5 separate regions of the Mus musculus genome follow, and all the other regions are linked to region 3. A link is a contact called in public HiChIP or PLAC-seq and promoter capture Hi-C data. All regions are on one chromosome and are shown on one strand. The core of a region is the stretch at or near the end of the contact, and the rest is flanking DNA. Distances in the headings are between cores, read along the strand shown. Region 1 holds the start of Cyb561d1 (cytochrome b-561 domain containing 1). Region 2 holds the start of Alx3 (aristaless-like homeobox 3). Region 3 holds the start of Gstm7 (glutathione S-transferase, mu 7). Region 4 holds the start of Psrc1 (proline/serine-rich coiled-coil 1). Region 5 holds the start of Sort1 (sortilin 1).

Region 1 (2,700 bases), core at 46-2,545, 270 kb before region 3:
TTACTCTCCGCAGCTCCAACCCGAGAGGCTGGGATGACAGGCAGTGTACACCCCAGCACACACACACTGCACACAGAAACCTGGAGCTGGCATCCCTGGGAATCTTCTCAGAGAGGATGATAAGGCATATGACGCTGAGTGAGCAGGCACCCCAGAGGCTTAAGAGCGACAACTATGGTTCCACTGGGAAAGAACTGAGAGGGAAGGGGTCTCACACCTGACGCCATCCTTGGGTTTTTGTCCTGAGGGTTTGTGGGAGTTAGCTTATGGCCCCTTTCTGGTTTTCTAGCTACTCTGGGCTTCCATCCCTCTACAAATGGCTGTTCTTGCCCTTCCCATGTCTTAAAACCAGCCTTAGTTCCTCAGCCATGCAGAGGTTGAGCTTGGCGATCACTGCTCTAGAAGTGCTGGACAGCTTTTTTTTTTTTTTTTTTTTTAATTATGGTGTCTGTGTGTGGGTATGCGCATGTGATGCCTGCGGAGGCGAGACGTGTGGGATCCCCCTGTAGCTAGTTACAGTCAGCTGTGAGCCCCCTGAGCAAGAGGAATATGCACTCTTAACCACAGAGCCATTTCCCTACCCACTGGACAGCTCATTCTGGTCTCTTCTGTGAGTTTGCCCTGAACGGAGTAAAGCTTCTCCCATATAGAACTCTTTAGGTTGGGTCATACCTTTTTGGAGGTAATAGTGTAGCAGAACTTGGGGTTGTGGAAAGCTCTGGTTCTACTGTGGCGGCAGCAAAGGCTGAAAGTGCCCCATGGATCTGGAATATTTTGAGGGGGCAGCGTGGGAGGGAGGGGATGGGGAGCAACTACGCCTGTAAGCAGGGATGATGAGATTGCTTCTTTTGGTTTTCATACCTGAAGTCATCAGATTAGATCACTAGGTTTTGGCTTTTCATTTATGTTAATACAGGGAGAAATCTTGTCTCTTGAACAAGCCAGAAATGTCTGAGAAGTAAGCAGTCCAGGGAATCCAGTACTTCTAGAAAGCTGCTCAGAACACTGGTTTCATGCTCTTGGGTCAGCGAATCAAGTGTGTGATTTGGGATTTCGCTGGTATCAGTTGCTACCGATGTAATTTTCGCAGACCTCTTGAGATACCCTTATAGACACAAAGATAGAATGAAGGTGGGTTGGGAGCTCGATTAGGTCAGTGGAGGTTTCCGGGAGCCGCCCTTTGGGGCCGAGGCGCTTCCCCCCCACTCTACAGAGGGCGCTGTGGGCACCTCCGCCACACGGCCCCGCAGCTTCCCCGGGGAGGAGCCTCTCCTGTAGCCGCCGCCGCCTCCGCGATAGCAAACCCGGAAGAAGCCTCTGGTAGCTGGATTGTGCCGGCCGGCCTGGCACTGCTATGCATTCCATGGAGGTAGGTCTGGTTCCCGCTCCAGCGAGGGAGCCGAGACTGACCCGCTGGCTGCGGAGAGGCAGTGGGATCTTGGCGCACCTGATAGCTTTGGGCTTCACCATCTTTCTGACTGTGCTGTCCCGGCCCGGAACCAGTGAGTGTGCGAGGCGAGGTGGGGCGGGGCCAAAGAAGGGGCGGAGCCTAGGCGCTGGAGGGGCCGCTTTGGGCGCACTGGGAGACTGGAAACCTGGACCCTCAGCTGAGGAGGGGCGGGTCCGGGAGTGGTTGTAAAAGCGTAGTAGGCGGGTTCCCGGAAGTCCAGGGAGGGTGGGGCTTGAAAAGACAGAACTGATACTTCCTTAGGAGGCCCTACATGGAAAAGCGTTAGAGGGTCCTGGGCAGGCTAAGGTACTCTAGGGACTGGGCTGCAGCAAGTGCAATCCCCAGGCCAAGGGGGTGTAAGGGCCCCTTGACTCCTCCCTTTGTGGTGAGCTCCTGATTCTTGTTTAGGTTTAAGATGATATGCTGACCTTGTGGCCCGGTCTTTGTCATTTACAAACCACGGGACAGTATCAGTGAAGCCCAGCCGTCAGCCTATTCTCTTTGATTCTTACTTAGGTCTTTTCTCCTGGCACCCTGTGTTCATGGCCTTGGCGGTGAGTTCGGATATTCTTAGATTAACTCTTGGGGAGACATTCAGTTTTTCAGCCTAAGGGTCAGAGAGATGGGTTTAAAGAGGGCTTCATCTTTCCCTAAAACCTATAGGATTGGGGAAAGTGGAGTAAAGTGTCAGGTGGCTGAGAAGGTCAGGGAAAGGGGGAACAGAAGATATTTCTCCTCTAGTGCCTAAAAGGAAGACGCAAGAAGGATGTTTATCAAGGCTTTGTCCTCAGAACTCAGTAGAAAGTTCTCAGTAGAATGTTTGCTGTTCTGTGGTCCAGAAAGGATGTGTGTGAGGCTGCAAGTCCTTAGCTTCCCCGTGTCCTTCTGAATGTGTGAGAAGACCTCCTTTTCCTTGCGCTCCATGTAGACTAGAGGCTCACTGGCCTTTCCTTATGATTACAGTTCTGTCTCTGCATGGCTGAAGCTATTCTACTCTTCTCACCTGAGCACTCCCTGTTCTTCTTCTGCTCTCGAAAAACCCGGATTCGACTCCACTGGGCAGGGCAGACCATGGCCATCCTCTGTGCTGTCCTAGGCTTGGGCTTCATCATTTCCAGCAAGATCCGAAGTGAGATGTCCCATTTGGTGTCCTGGCACAGCTGGATAGGAGCCTTGACACTGTTGGCCACTGGAGGACAGGCACTGTGTGGGCTCTGCCTCCTCTGTCCACGAGCAGCCCGGGTCTCAAG
Region 2 (2,700 bases), core at 88-2,587, 340 kb after region 3:
GGGCGTGGGTGCTGAGCCACTCGTGGGTCAGCGAGTACAGTGGGCGGCAAAAGAGTCTTGGCAGGCCCTGCCACTCAGGCGCATTCTCAGATAATGGTACGGTCCGACCCGCCTTAGCACACAGGGCACGGTCCCCGGAGTGGGATGCGCCCTGGGATTTAGGATAGTTCGGGACCGCTTCCGACGGCTCAGCGGTGATGATTCGGTGCCGAGATGCCAACTGCAAGAAGGGTAGCCATCCCCGTGGCGACGGGGAGGCCAAGTTAATCTGAGAAACAAGAACATAGTTATTTGATCTTGAAGACAGTCCCAGTTCTGAGGGGGAGCAGCCACCGCCACTCTGCGGAGCGACTTAACGGCATCAGAAAACCTTTTCCTGCAGAGGCTGGGCCCGAGGATGAGAGCTGGGTAAGTCCAGGACACAGCCTTTCCCTCGCTGAGTCCAGTTTGGCCACTAAGTCGAGGCCCAGCCTCTACGCCCTCAGCGGGCGCCATGCACAAAAGCAGAACTCTTCTCTCCCAGCTTTGGGGCCCAGTTAGGCTCCGGGGCCCTCCACCCAGTCCCCTCTTCTGGGTCGGTGGCAGAGAGGCTCGGCTCCGGATGAGCGCGATCTCTCCTCCCAGGTTCAATCACCTTGGGGGTCGGAATGGGCCCAAGATCGTCCCTACTCCACCCTCCTTTGACCTCCCGCCTCCCATTGCCTCTGCCGGCCGGGGACACAGGCGATTCTGCGGTCCCCAATGCCCTGGCCTTGTCCGGCCAGGCCAGCAGCGATCTAGCGAGGGAATCGTGGAAAATGCGAGACGTACCCAAAGTTAAGAAGCAAGAAAGCGGGAGAGTCGGGGAGACCAGGAAGGGCTGGGGATAAGAACGACATGGGGTTCCACCACCACCCCCGACCCCCGGCGTGTTACCTTCCGCGGAGCCCTCGTAGAAGTGGCCGCCGTTGAGCACCGGGCCTGGCCCGAGGTCCTGCAGGTACTTGGCGGGCGGCTTGGCGGGCTCTGGGAGGTAGGGTTCCAGGGGCCCACAGGCCGGGAAGCGGCTCAGGCGCGGACCGCGGGGTGGCGCGGGGTGCAGGTGAGGCGCAGCATCGGGAGTCCCCTGGGGACCCGGAGCCTCGTCCCCCGCGGCCGCGTAAGGACCGGCCGCCGGCCCCACGGAGAAAGGCGCGCAGCGCTCGGGGTCCATGCCGGCTCGGGCTCACAGGCCGCCGGAGCTCCGGGGCTCCCGCTAACCCGCGCGGCCTGTGAGCCAAGGGGGAGGGACCTGGGCTCGGGGGCGCGGAGCCCCCGGGAGCGGCGCGCGCCGCGGGGGGTGGGGGGCAGGAGAGGGGGCCGCGCCTCTGACTTAATGCTGGAACCATCCACGTCACGTGCGGCCCCGTGCGGGTTAACCCCTCGGAGCCCAGGAACACCCCCACCCCACCCCATTCACCCCGAGTCTGGTATCACAAGCAGTTGGAAGAGAAGAGAGGGAAGCTGCTTCCTTTCGAGGGCAGGATCCCTTTTGTCTAGCAGTCGGGTGAGTCCTTGGCTCTGAGCTGCACCCTCAAGTCCTGATATCCATCTTAGTGGCTCTTGGCCCTGGGGAGGTGAAACGGTGAGGGCAGACATCCTCCCCACCCCCGCACCCTCCCCCATCCCTCCTCCAACATTCTCTTTGAGGCCTGATCTGACATCAGTCTGAGAAGAGAGGCCTCTACTGTGGTAGAGTTTCCCCTTCACCTTGCTCGGTTTATTTTTGCTGGTAGCTGGAAAAAAGCAAGGGCATCTCCCTTAGACACTTGTTTTGCCTGGACATCCTAGAGACTGGATGCTGTGGAAACAGCAGGGGGCTTGGGAGCTTGGGCCTCAATACTGTCATTGATTATCTGTGATTTGAACCTCTCACTTAGCGTTTTCAGCTGACTGTGGTCCATCTACATTTGGTGGTGAGTTCCAAAGCCCAGGCAGGCCAAAACAGACAGAGAGATCTCTAGGTTTCACAGTGGTCTGCCCAGGTAGCTTTTTGGGTCAGCTATGGAAGAGCAGAAGGGTCATTGTCCTTCTGAGCAGCATAAACTGAATGTCACTCAGATCCACTGCAAATTAACTGCTTCAGGCTTGCTATTTTAGACATAGCGAGGGTAGGATTGCATCTCCCAAAGGTGAGTCTCCTCGACCCAAAGGAAGCCTAGGATTAGGGTATAGCTTAGCCTTTCTGAAACTGAATAATCCTTACTGTGCCTAAGATCTGGGAAGAAATACCAGAGGTCCTTTGGACCCGAGCTTAAAGATCCCTTAGGTCCGGGTTAAAACATTTATATTTTTAGGACCCCTGGAGATTAGCGAGAGGGGCAGGGAGTCAAACATCATTTGTATTCTATTTGAATTCTCATTTTTAAAAGGAATCTAAGAGGCCTGGTGTGAACACCTCCCTCTTCCGTTGGAGGCTTAGAGGAGGTTTCTTGGCTGTCCTCAGCCAGAGTTGGGCTGTAAATCAAGGCCAAACAGGAACCAGAAGCCTTGCATCTCACAAGGAGTCATTAAGCCATTATTAAACATACCGTAACTTTTCTGAAGCCTTATTGGCTTAAACACCACATTGGAGGCATTATGGCCATTAGGGCCCCTAATCACAGACTGCAGGCTAGGCAGAGATGGGAGCACCTGGGGCTGATATTTCCAGCTAGAGAAGCCTGGCTTAAAATGAGGTTT
Region 3 (2,700 bases), core at 191-2,690:
CATCTTTAGGCTCTGTACTTGCAACACGTGTGTAACAGAGGCAGGTCTTATCTGCAGTATACCCCAGTGAGGTCTCTGCATATGGGAGCCTGTCTGGTCCCCATAAGGCTTGAGTCACACTTGCTTTGACTGCCATTCCAGCTTTCACTATTGCCTCTAAGGACTGTCTGGAGACCCTAATAGAGCCTGGTTCACAGGGGTCCAAGCGGACTAAGAAGGACACCTCCCAGTGCAGGCAGCCTTCACCGGGTCTCTAGAACATGAAGGGTACCTTGTGGCTGGAAACTTGCCCACCCCACAATGTCACTGAGATCAGACATTAATAAAAGTTGGTCGAAAAAAATCAGAGCAATGCTATCTCAAACTAAGGCAGGTTTCCTCACCCTCAGCTACATTTTAACACAACCAAATGAAACCAACATAAACATAAAACGTGTTTAAAAGAGTTGAGATCTGAGTGAGTTGGCGGTGCTTCCTAAAAGAGACAGGTGTGGCACTCCATGTCCTTAATCTTAGCACTCGGGAGCTGAGACAGGAGAACTGAGCCTAATCCAAGACCAGCCTGGGTTACACAGGGTCCCAAGGCCAACCTCTAAAGCCATCGCAAAAGAGAAAAGGATAAAAAAGAAACATAAGACAAAGAACACTTGTTCCTCGGGAATTGGGCACAAGGCTTTCAAGGCTCTGTAAAGAGAAACATGTTCCGTCAATTGTCAGAAGTCACAGGTCCAAGTGCAAGCCTGGCCAGGAAGCAGCACGGCAGAGGTGATTATCAATCACAGCTACTCCAGGGTCTCACGCATCCCCGGCATGGTGTTAGTGGGAAAGAAAATGAAATGACTCTTGGTTATAAGATTTTGTACTCATGCTGGAAAGAGTCAAAGGTAGGGGGTGGGAAGATCAGGAGAGAGGGAAAGGCAAGCCAAGGAAGGCGGAGTTTAGCGGAGGGCACCCGAACAAGGAAGCAGCTACAGTATACAGGTGATTAAGTGGGCACTCATTTCTTTTGTGAATTTTTTCAAAGATTAATGTTATATCAGAATAAAAAACAGAAAAAAAACTCCAGATACATCATTTACTATGTGATCCAGGACACACACACACACACACTTAAATGAAATAAATTTCATCAGAAAAATTTGTTTTGCATTCATGAATATATTTGTATTATCATGTTTTCCAGTTCTTCGTTCTTTAAGTATTCACAGTATAAAAGATAATTTTGCCCTCAGGACACAGTTGTCAAGGTCCTAGGCCTTCCGAACTGTCACCACTGGGGAATGCTGCTGCCATCTAGACTAGAGGGTAGAAAATAGCAGTCCTACAGCGGAAACCCAGCACCACCAATAAGAAGCTAGCAAACCCAGCCCCGCCTTTCGCTCTTGGCACTCAGCCAAGCCACCACCATAACAATGGAGCTCAGGCAGCCTTGGCTCTGGGGGCGGCCCTGGCCTTGTTCCTGGATGCCGGTATTGGCTGGAACTGGGAGGTGGGGAAGGGCAGTCTGAAGACCTGACAAAGCGAAGCCAATCCGTTTCTGGCAGCTCTCTGAACAGCCAAGGCTAGATTGACACTGAGCCTGTCCGTTCAGACCTCGGCACCATGCCCATGACACTGGGTTACTGGGACATCCGTGGGGTGAGAGAGGGGTCCGAATGCAGAGTAGGACTTGGAGGAGGGACAAGGATCCGTGCAGTCAATGGAGGCATGCTCTTGCAGCTGTGTATGTGTGTGTGTGTGTGTGTGTGTGTGTGTGTGTGTGTGTGTGTGTGTTCTGGTCCATCCATGGACATAGTGAAACTAGGTCAGAGAATGAGGACTCGTGTAGAAGGGGTAAAGAATTTTACCATCTCTTGTCTCTTACAGCTAGCCCATGCCATTCGCCTGTTCCTGGAATACACAGACTCAAGCTATGAGGAGAAGAGATACACCATGGGTGATGGTGACTGCATCCTTTCTAGTCAGATCCCTGCCCAACTCCTGTCCATTGTTGCCCAGCAACCAACCTCATCACTCAGCTCTGACACTTTTTTGTTGGAGCTGTAACATGCCCCTTCCAAAACCCTTGATGGTGTGGTTTGATTTGCCAATGGAAGATGCTAAGGAAAGATTTGAGTGTACTCTGTATTTATAACTGGGCTCCATTCTTCTAGCAATTGGCTAAATCTTTCACAAGCTTTAGCGATGAAGAAGCTCACAGCCCTTACAAACATCTTCATCCTTGCAAGCTTGCAGTATGACTTTGTGAGTCAGCTTGCAGGTCCACTGCTTTGGAGAGTCTTGTCTCTGACCCCTTGGGAAAATCTTGGGAAAGGGGTTTGAACACATGGGTCCTTTGATTTCATATTATCTTGTCCACCACAGCTCCTGACTATGACCAAAGCCAGTGGCTGAATGAGAAATTCAAGCTGGGCCTGGACTTTCCTAACGTAAGTACAGGAGAGGGGAGGTGTGGAGATGGTGGTGGTGTCCCTGTTTATACAGATGGGATCAGTCCTTTGGCTTTCATCTTCGCATTCCTGGTTGTCCACACCATCTTTCTGTGATGGGCTGTATCCCAGCTCTCTGTTCAGTGAGCAGCATTTTCATAGAAGGTTTTCCATGGCAGGCACACTGAGTGCCAGGCCTCGTGTCTGTCCTCACCCAAGGAAGGGATTCTGGGATTTCATATCCCATCTGACTCTCCATGCTTGTCCATTC
Region 4 (2,700 bases), core at 105-2,604, 450 kb before region 3:
CCAGCCCTCTCCCGATCTTTCAGGGCACACTCCTCCAGCTGAGCCGCCAGGCGGTTGGCTTCATCAAGAATCTCTTCCAGCTTCTCTGGGCTGAGCGGGCCCAAGCTAAACCGCACACCCTGGAGGGCGGGAGCTACTTCATTTGGGTTACTCCGATGGGCGAGGCCCCGTCGAAGTGGTTTCTCTGGACTCACTAATACTGTTATGTCTTCTTCCTCATGACTGAAAAACAAATATGGCACCATGCTGGACAACAGCTAGCAGAAGGCATTCCTGTCGGCGAGTCGGGGACAATCCCCAACCCTGACTCCATTTTGGCCATGAGAACTGCTTTTAGGTGAGGAAAACTTAGTTCTACTCCCATTTTCTGAGACAATGTCTCAACTCTATAGCACAGAATGATCTCAAATTCAAAATCCCTCCTGCCTTCTCTCTCTCTCTCTCTGTCTCTCTTTCCCTCTCTCCCTCCCCCTCTCTGCACTCTAGTCTATCCTAGGAGTGTGGGGGTGGTTTGCAGGGCATGCCTCAACATGCCCAGGGACATTCATCTTTCATTTACATTTACCCCTAAATTTCCCTACAGCTTCTCTGTTCTCACCAGCATGTGTTCTAGAGGCCCAATTCTACCAGACTACTGCCATCAGAGGGTACCATACTCTGCTAGATTACCAACCACGGTTCTAGAGGCCCATAAGTTAGCAGTAAAGGGTTACAGATGTATTGCCGGAGGAAAATAATAAATGGATAAATAGGCTGGTACCTGTCAGATGGAGACAGCCCTCCGAAGTCCAAGGTCTCGTCCACAATGAACTTGATATCTGAAGGGATGAGAAGAATAAATGCCAGCTATCAGTTCTTGACAGACAGACTCTCAGGGGCCCGTTCCTCCCTCCATGGCTTCCTTACCCTCTTTCAGATCCTCCATGCTCAGCCAGCATAAGCGAGTCGGCTTAGACCTGAAAGAAAACATGCCTACCTCAGGTGTCTATCATCCTGCCTTAGGGCCCCATCAAGACTCGGAGTGCATTAGCTGGGGTGAAGAGGCATGGTGGTGGTAAAGCAGGATCAGCACGTGTCCCTGAAACTAGTCCGTTATATTAGGGAAAGGTGCAGAAAGCTCGACACCTGATGTGCAATCCGCCAACTTGCGCCCTGGCCTCTCCTCAGTCGGTCAGTCTTCACCTCCATCCTTACTATTATCCGAAATTTCGCTCCCCCCCTACCCCACCCATTTTCCACTCCGCGGCACCACATCCCCGCCACACCTCCAGCGCACACTCGGTTTCCACTCCCCACCTCGCTTCACAGTCTACGCAGGAAGCTTTTCTTCTACAATCTCCCAGTTCCCGGGAAAGGGCTCCCGAGGGGCGGAGCTTCGTTCGAATTTCTTAGGCTCCACCCAGTCCCGCCACAAACGCACAGCGATTGGTGAGTCCAAGGGGGCAGGGCTGAGTCGGGAGCAGTCGGGATGTCAGCCGGAGAAGATTGTCCCTTGGACCAAAGGGCACTTCCCAAAAAGGGTAGGGGGCTACAGCGGAACGGCGGGAGGAGCCGTGAGTGCGCGGTGGCGTGTACCGGAGCGCCTCCTTCTAACCGCGAGTCAGACAAGGGGAGAACTGTCGAACCAATGTAGGCTTGGAGCCCCGCCTCTTCCCCCACCTCCTGGATTCCAGCATCTGAGACTGGGTTTCCTTGCTGGGTTTCTCGCGTACTTGCAGAGACCACCAAATAGACCATCTCTCCAGCACTGGAGCCACAAGATTTCTTCATTTAGCATAAGGCCACTTCTCTGAGATATCTGGCATTTTTTTCTTCCTGCTTCAACCCCAACCCCCAAACGATGAGTATGAGCAGCTATTTAAGAGTTTAAATAAATAACAAAGAAGTCATTCTTCCAGGCAAACAGTAAGTAGTAATAATAATAAAAGATGTCAGAGCTGTGCTCCCTAAGTGCAAAAGGATTACCTATTGCTAAAGATCTTGTTCGTGTGAAGAATTTATTTCTTCGCCAGGATGCTGGAGATGTGTGCACTTTAATGGTGGGCCTGTAAAAGTTCAGCAAATAGCATGGTCTGGCGCATCCTTAGAGCACAGTCACTACCACCTTCTACCCTAGGCTTGCTTCAGGTTGGAAAGAAGCCTTTGCTGTTGTGAATGTTGTTGACTGGCTATGACCAGACCACTCCTCTCCATTCACTGATACACACACACACACACACACACACACCATCTGTTTCTTTTCCCTTTGTTTTTTGCTATTTTCTGAGACAGAGACTAGTGTAGCTCATGCTGGCCTTTGAATTCACCATATAGCCAAGGATGACCTTGAAGTCCCGACCCTCCTGCCCCTACCTCCCAAGTGCTGGGACTAAAGGCCTGTGCCACTCTACTCTAGGACCATCCTCTGAGACATCTGCAAACATCTGCAAGCATCTTCAGGAGTTCTGTTGCGCCTGCTTCGGAAAGACCATCACAGCTGGGCCTGTGGACGGTTTACCTTCCGTCATAGAAGGAGGAGGTGGGACAGAAGGTCACGGGACCTTCACCTGAGTATGCAGCCGTCCCTCTCAACCAGCTGTATGCAATTCTGTCCTAACTGCAGATGGTTTGGGGGAAGGGGCTAGAGGATAGAAGTGGGAAGAGGCAAGGGGAAGTCTCCTTAGGGAAGTCACCAGAGCTGCTTCAAGGTCATCCGTGCCT
Region 5 (2,700 bases), core at 118-2,617, 350 kb before region 3:
GATGACAGGATCTCAGCTGGCTGCGGGTCACACACAGAAGCCAATACCAGTTCTTGTGCAAAAAGAGTCTCCTAATAGGTCAACTTACAAGGAAACAAAGCACACTGGAGCCAATCTCCAGAATGGGTCTGGAGCAAAGGGATTTAAAGATCCTGTAGTATGCAGAAAGAGGGGGCTGACTGGTTACAAACCAGACTCTTGTTTGGGACAGTTGGCCACTCTGTAAAGCCATTTAATGGAACTTCTGGATGATCCGAGCTGTTCTGCAATTGCTTCTAATCTAGGTCCTAGAGGCCGTTTTCTGTTCTCTGGGTTCTGCACACAGGAATTTGGTTCGGAATACCTCTCAAGGTCGTTTTGGGTCAGGTTAGAGGGTTCTGAGCCTGCATCCTGAGGAAACATCTTGAATCAGTTTTTTGTTTGCTTGTTTTTGTTTTTAATTTTAGGGAGCAGGGGAGATATCATTTCACGGTTGGGTTTCAATGTCATTTTCATTTCCATGAGTGTTCCTTTAACTATGGAAACACAAGCCATGACCTAACAACTGCTGTGGGATTTCTGGACGTCAACCTCAAAAGTACCGACCCAGGGAGGGCACACCTCTGCTTCTGGGCTGTCCAACTTCTGCGATCACTCAAGGGGTAATTATGCCTCCAGCTTCCTGGTAGGTACCAGCGTTGGTGGACCCGGCGTTCTATATTCGGGGTGGGGGTTGGGGGGGGGGGGGGATGACCGGGAGATTCTGACAACTTAAGAAGCAGAAGCAAAGAATGCAGCGAGTCAAAGTCTCGGATTGCCTCGGCTATGACGACACACAGCCCCACGGGCCGCAGCCACCCCGGCCCCCGCCGCCCCCGCGCCTCGCCGCCCTCCGCAACCGGGGTCTCGCGCTAGCCTCGAAGCGTGCAATGGGAGCGGAGCGGCCGCCTGGGGCCGCGGGCCCGGAGGGGCGACCCAACCGGGGCGGGCGCCCGGGCCTCGCGCGCTCACCTGGTGCGTATTGTTGGTCAGCTTGGCGATGAAGTCCGGGAGGCGGCCGCAGTCTTGGTCCTCGGCGGGCGCGCCGCGGCGCCAACGGCCAGCGCGGGGGACGGGGCCCCCGGGCGCGGCGGCGCGCAGCCCCCAGCTCACCCCGACCGGACCGGCCCAGCGCAGCAGAGGAGGCGCGGGCGGCGGCGGCGCGTCCAGCCGGTCCTGGCCGACGGCGGCAGGAGGCAGCAGTTGAAGGAGCAGGAGGAGGCCGAGGGGCCAGCGCAAAAGGCCGTCCGCAGCTCCCCGGGGCCGCTCCATCGCTGCCGAATGCAGACGCCGCTGACACCTGCCACCCGGCGCGCCCGCCCACCCCCGCCGGCGCTGCGCCACACCCCCGAGCTCGGCCCCGCGCTGCTTGGATACGCGCAGCCGGGCCTCTCCTCCCCAATAGGCTGGCCGCCTGTCCTTCTTTCCCGGCCCACTCCTCATTGGCTCGCGTCGCCTCCGGCTTCGGGGGTCCTGGATTCGGATGCCAAGATGCGGGACTGATTGGCTGGAACGTGGCAGGGACGGCTGAGGTCATTCTCCACCGTCGCTCGGCGTCTGCGGGCTGGGCTCCCGGAGTTGGCCTAGGGGTTACCCCTCTCCCCTCCCCGCTCAGCCTGCAGGTTGGCGGCGCTTCCGGAGACCCTCGGGTTAGGGTTGGGTCACGTTGCCGCCTTCTCCACCCTCCTCCCAACCCCCCTCCAAACGCTCCTAAAAATTTCCTTCGGTGGAAACCGCGCCTGGGAAAGCCAGGGAATCCCTGAACTACTACTCTCAGTTGGAAAAGGGGCTCCGACATAAACTGGTACATTAGGATTTTAACCCCGGCTCGCTGGCTCGCCCATTGTCTGCTGAAGGAGCCAAGAAGGTGAATGCGAAAATCCTATGGGGCAGATGAACATCATTACACCCGTGTCTCATGGAAGCCGCAGAAGTCTTTCCAACATGTTTGGCCTCAGTCACCTTCCTCATCTGCAGGGAGGTAGTCAAGAGGCGAAAGTACTTTTTGGCTTCTGCGGACTTGGAAATGTAGGTAGCTTTGCCACCAAGTGTAGGTATACGGGAAGAGAATTGCCTAAAGCCCACTTTATATATTATCATTTTAGTACAGTCACATTCTGATTTTAGTTACCTAAAGCACCCTTAGCCCTGCAGTAAGTGCATCACACCAATTCCCTCACTGAATATGATGCCTCCTAAATGAATACCCACCTCCAGCAAATAACCTCCCCACTGTTCCCTACACCGCAGAAGCTGCTCACACAACTTTTAGAACATGCAGTGCTGGTAAAACCAGTTCTAAATCCTTAACTTCACTCCACCTCTTCCCAACATTTCAAGTTGTTCAGTCGGAACTCAGGAAGCCAGATAAAAAGATACAAAGTATGCAAAATGTTATACCAGAGTGGAAGCCATTGGAAGTTACTTTTAACTTTAACAGTAAACTCAAACGGCAGGCCTACCCGAGTATGCACACGGAATAGTACAAACAAAACTATTTACGTACTCGGGAGTTTTTCCTCTCCCCAAAACCACAGTAAGAAGGGAGCTGTGAAGCTCTGGAAAGCGGAACAGGATGGCAAATCAACAGAAAAGCCCTCCAGTTTCTGAGCCACTGAACAAGATAAAAACTGATGAGTGTGTTTTCTTTCCAGAAATATAAACGCCACATTATTTATTTTT

The links. Promoter capture Hi-C pulls out the DNA fragments that hold promoters and counts their contacts. HiChIP or PLAC-seq counts read pairs in DNA pulled down with a chosen protein or histone mark. Capture Hi-C pulls out chosen DNA fragments and counts their contacts.
Region 1: a contact with region 3 is called in a promoter capture Hi-C map of hippocampal neurons, with 2.7 times the contacts expected there. The contact joins the promoter of Cyb561d1 here to the promoter of Gstm7 in region 3. A contact is called at or near these places in 12 of 39 promoter capture datasets (the 3T3-L1 cell line, the SN4741 cell line, cranial neural crest and 5 more), 3 of 115 datasets of contacts at active chromatin or transcription factors (bone marrow-derived macrophages, pancreatic cancer cells and stem cell-derived neural progenitor cells) and 3 of 9 other capture datasets (adipose tissue, liver and pancreatic islet).
Region 2: a contact with region 3 is called in an H3K4me3 HiChIP or PLAC-seq map of bone marrow-derived macrophages, with 3 times the contacts expected there. The contact joins the promoter of Alx3 here to the promoter of Gstm7 in region 3. A contact is called at or near these places in 8 of 39 promoter capture datasets (the C10 cell line, the SN4741 cell line, cranial neural crest and 5 more), 3 of 15 datasets of contacts at CTCF or cohesin (the NIH/3T3 cell line, large pre-B cells and pro-B cells), 8 of 484 Hi-C or Micro-C datasets (B cells, Th1 cells, cerebral cortex and 4 more), 4 of 115 datasets of contacts at active chromatin or transcription factors (bone marrow-derived macrophages, embryonic forebrain, microglia and 1 more) and 2 of 9 other capture datasets (adipose tissue and pancreatic islet).
Region 4: a promoter capture Hi-C map of adipose tissue shows a contact between it and region 3. The contact joins the promoter of Psrc1 here to the promoter of Gstm7 in region 3. A contact is called at or near these places in 4 of 39 promoter capture datasets (the C10 cell line, hippocampal neurons, pre-B cells and 1 more), 2 of 115 datasets of contacts at active chromatin or transcription factors (fetal liver and pancreatic cancer cells) and 1 of 9 other capture datasets (adipose tissue).
Region 5: a contact with region 3 is called in an HNF4G HiChIP or PLAC-seq map of pancreatic cancer cells. The contact joins the promoter of Sort1 here to the promoter of Gstm7 in region 3. A contact is called at or near these places in 2 of 39 promoter capture datasets (hippocampal neurons and stem cell-derived epiblast-like cells), 1 of 115 datasets of contacts at active chromatin or transcription factors (pancreatic cancer cells) and 1 of 9 other capture datasets (adipose tissue).

The regions. Positions count from the first base shown.
Region 1 is chr3:108,199,429-108,202,128 of GRCm38.p6, reverse strand. Cyb561d1 (cytochrome b-561 domain containing 1) reads left to right here and starts at 1,295. Exons shown (of 3, transcript NM_001081320.2): 1 at 1,295-1,502; 2 at 1,967-2,004; 3 at 2,414-2,700. The coding sequence starts at 1,355.
Region 2 is chr3:107,593,668-107,596,367 of GRCm38.p6, reverse strand. It overlaps Alx3 (aristaless-like homeobox 3), which reads right to left and starts at 1,337. Exons shown (of 4, transcript NM_007441.3): 1 at 916-1,337. The coding sequence starts at 1,192.
Region 3 is chr3:107,930,557-107,933,256 of GRCm38.p6, reverse strand. Gstm7 (glutathione S-transferase, mu 7) reads left to right here and starts at 1,440. Exons shown (of 8, transcript NM_026672.3): 1 at 1,440-1,638; 2 at 1,867-1,942; 3 at 2,365-2,429. The coding sequence starts at 1,603.
Region 4 is chr3:108,382,492-108,385,191 of GRCm38.p6, reverse strand. Psrc1 (proline/serine-rich coiled-coil 1) reads right to left here and starts at 1,354. Exons shown (of 8, transcript NM_019976.3): 1 at 1,266-1,354; 2 at 907-956; 3 at 761-818; 4 at 1-222. The coding sequence starts at 925. It overlaps Gm12522 (predicted gene 12522), which reads left to right and starts at 1,451. Exons shown (of 3, transcript NR_040560.1): 1 at 1,451-1,905; 2 at 2,396-2,700.
Region 5 is chr3:108,282,731-108,285,430 of GRCm38.p6, reverse strand. Sort1 (sortilin 1) reads right to left here and starts at 1,367. Exons shown (of 20, transcript NM_019972.3): 1 at 991-1,367. The coding sequence starts at 1,290.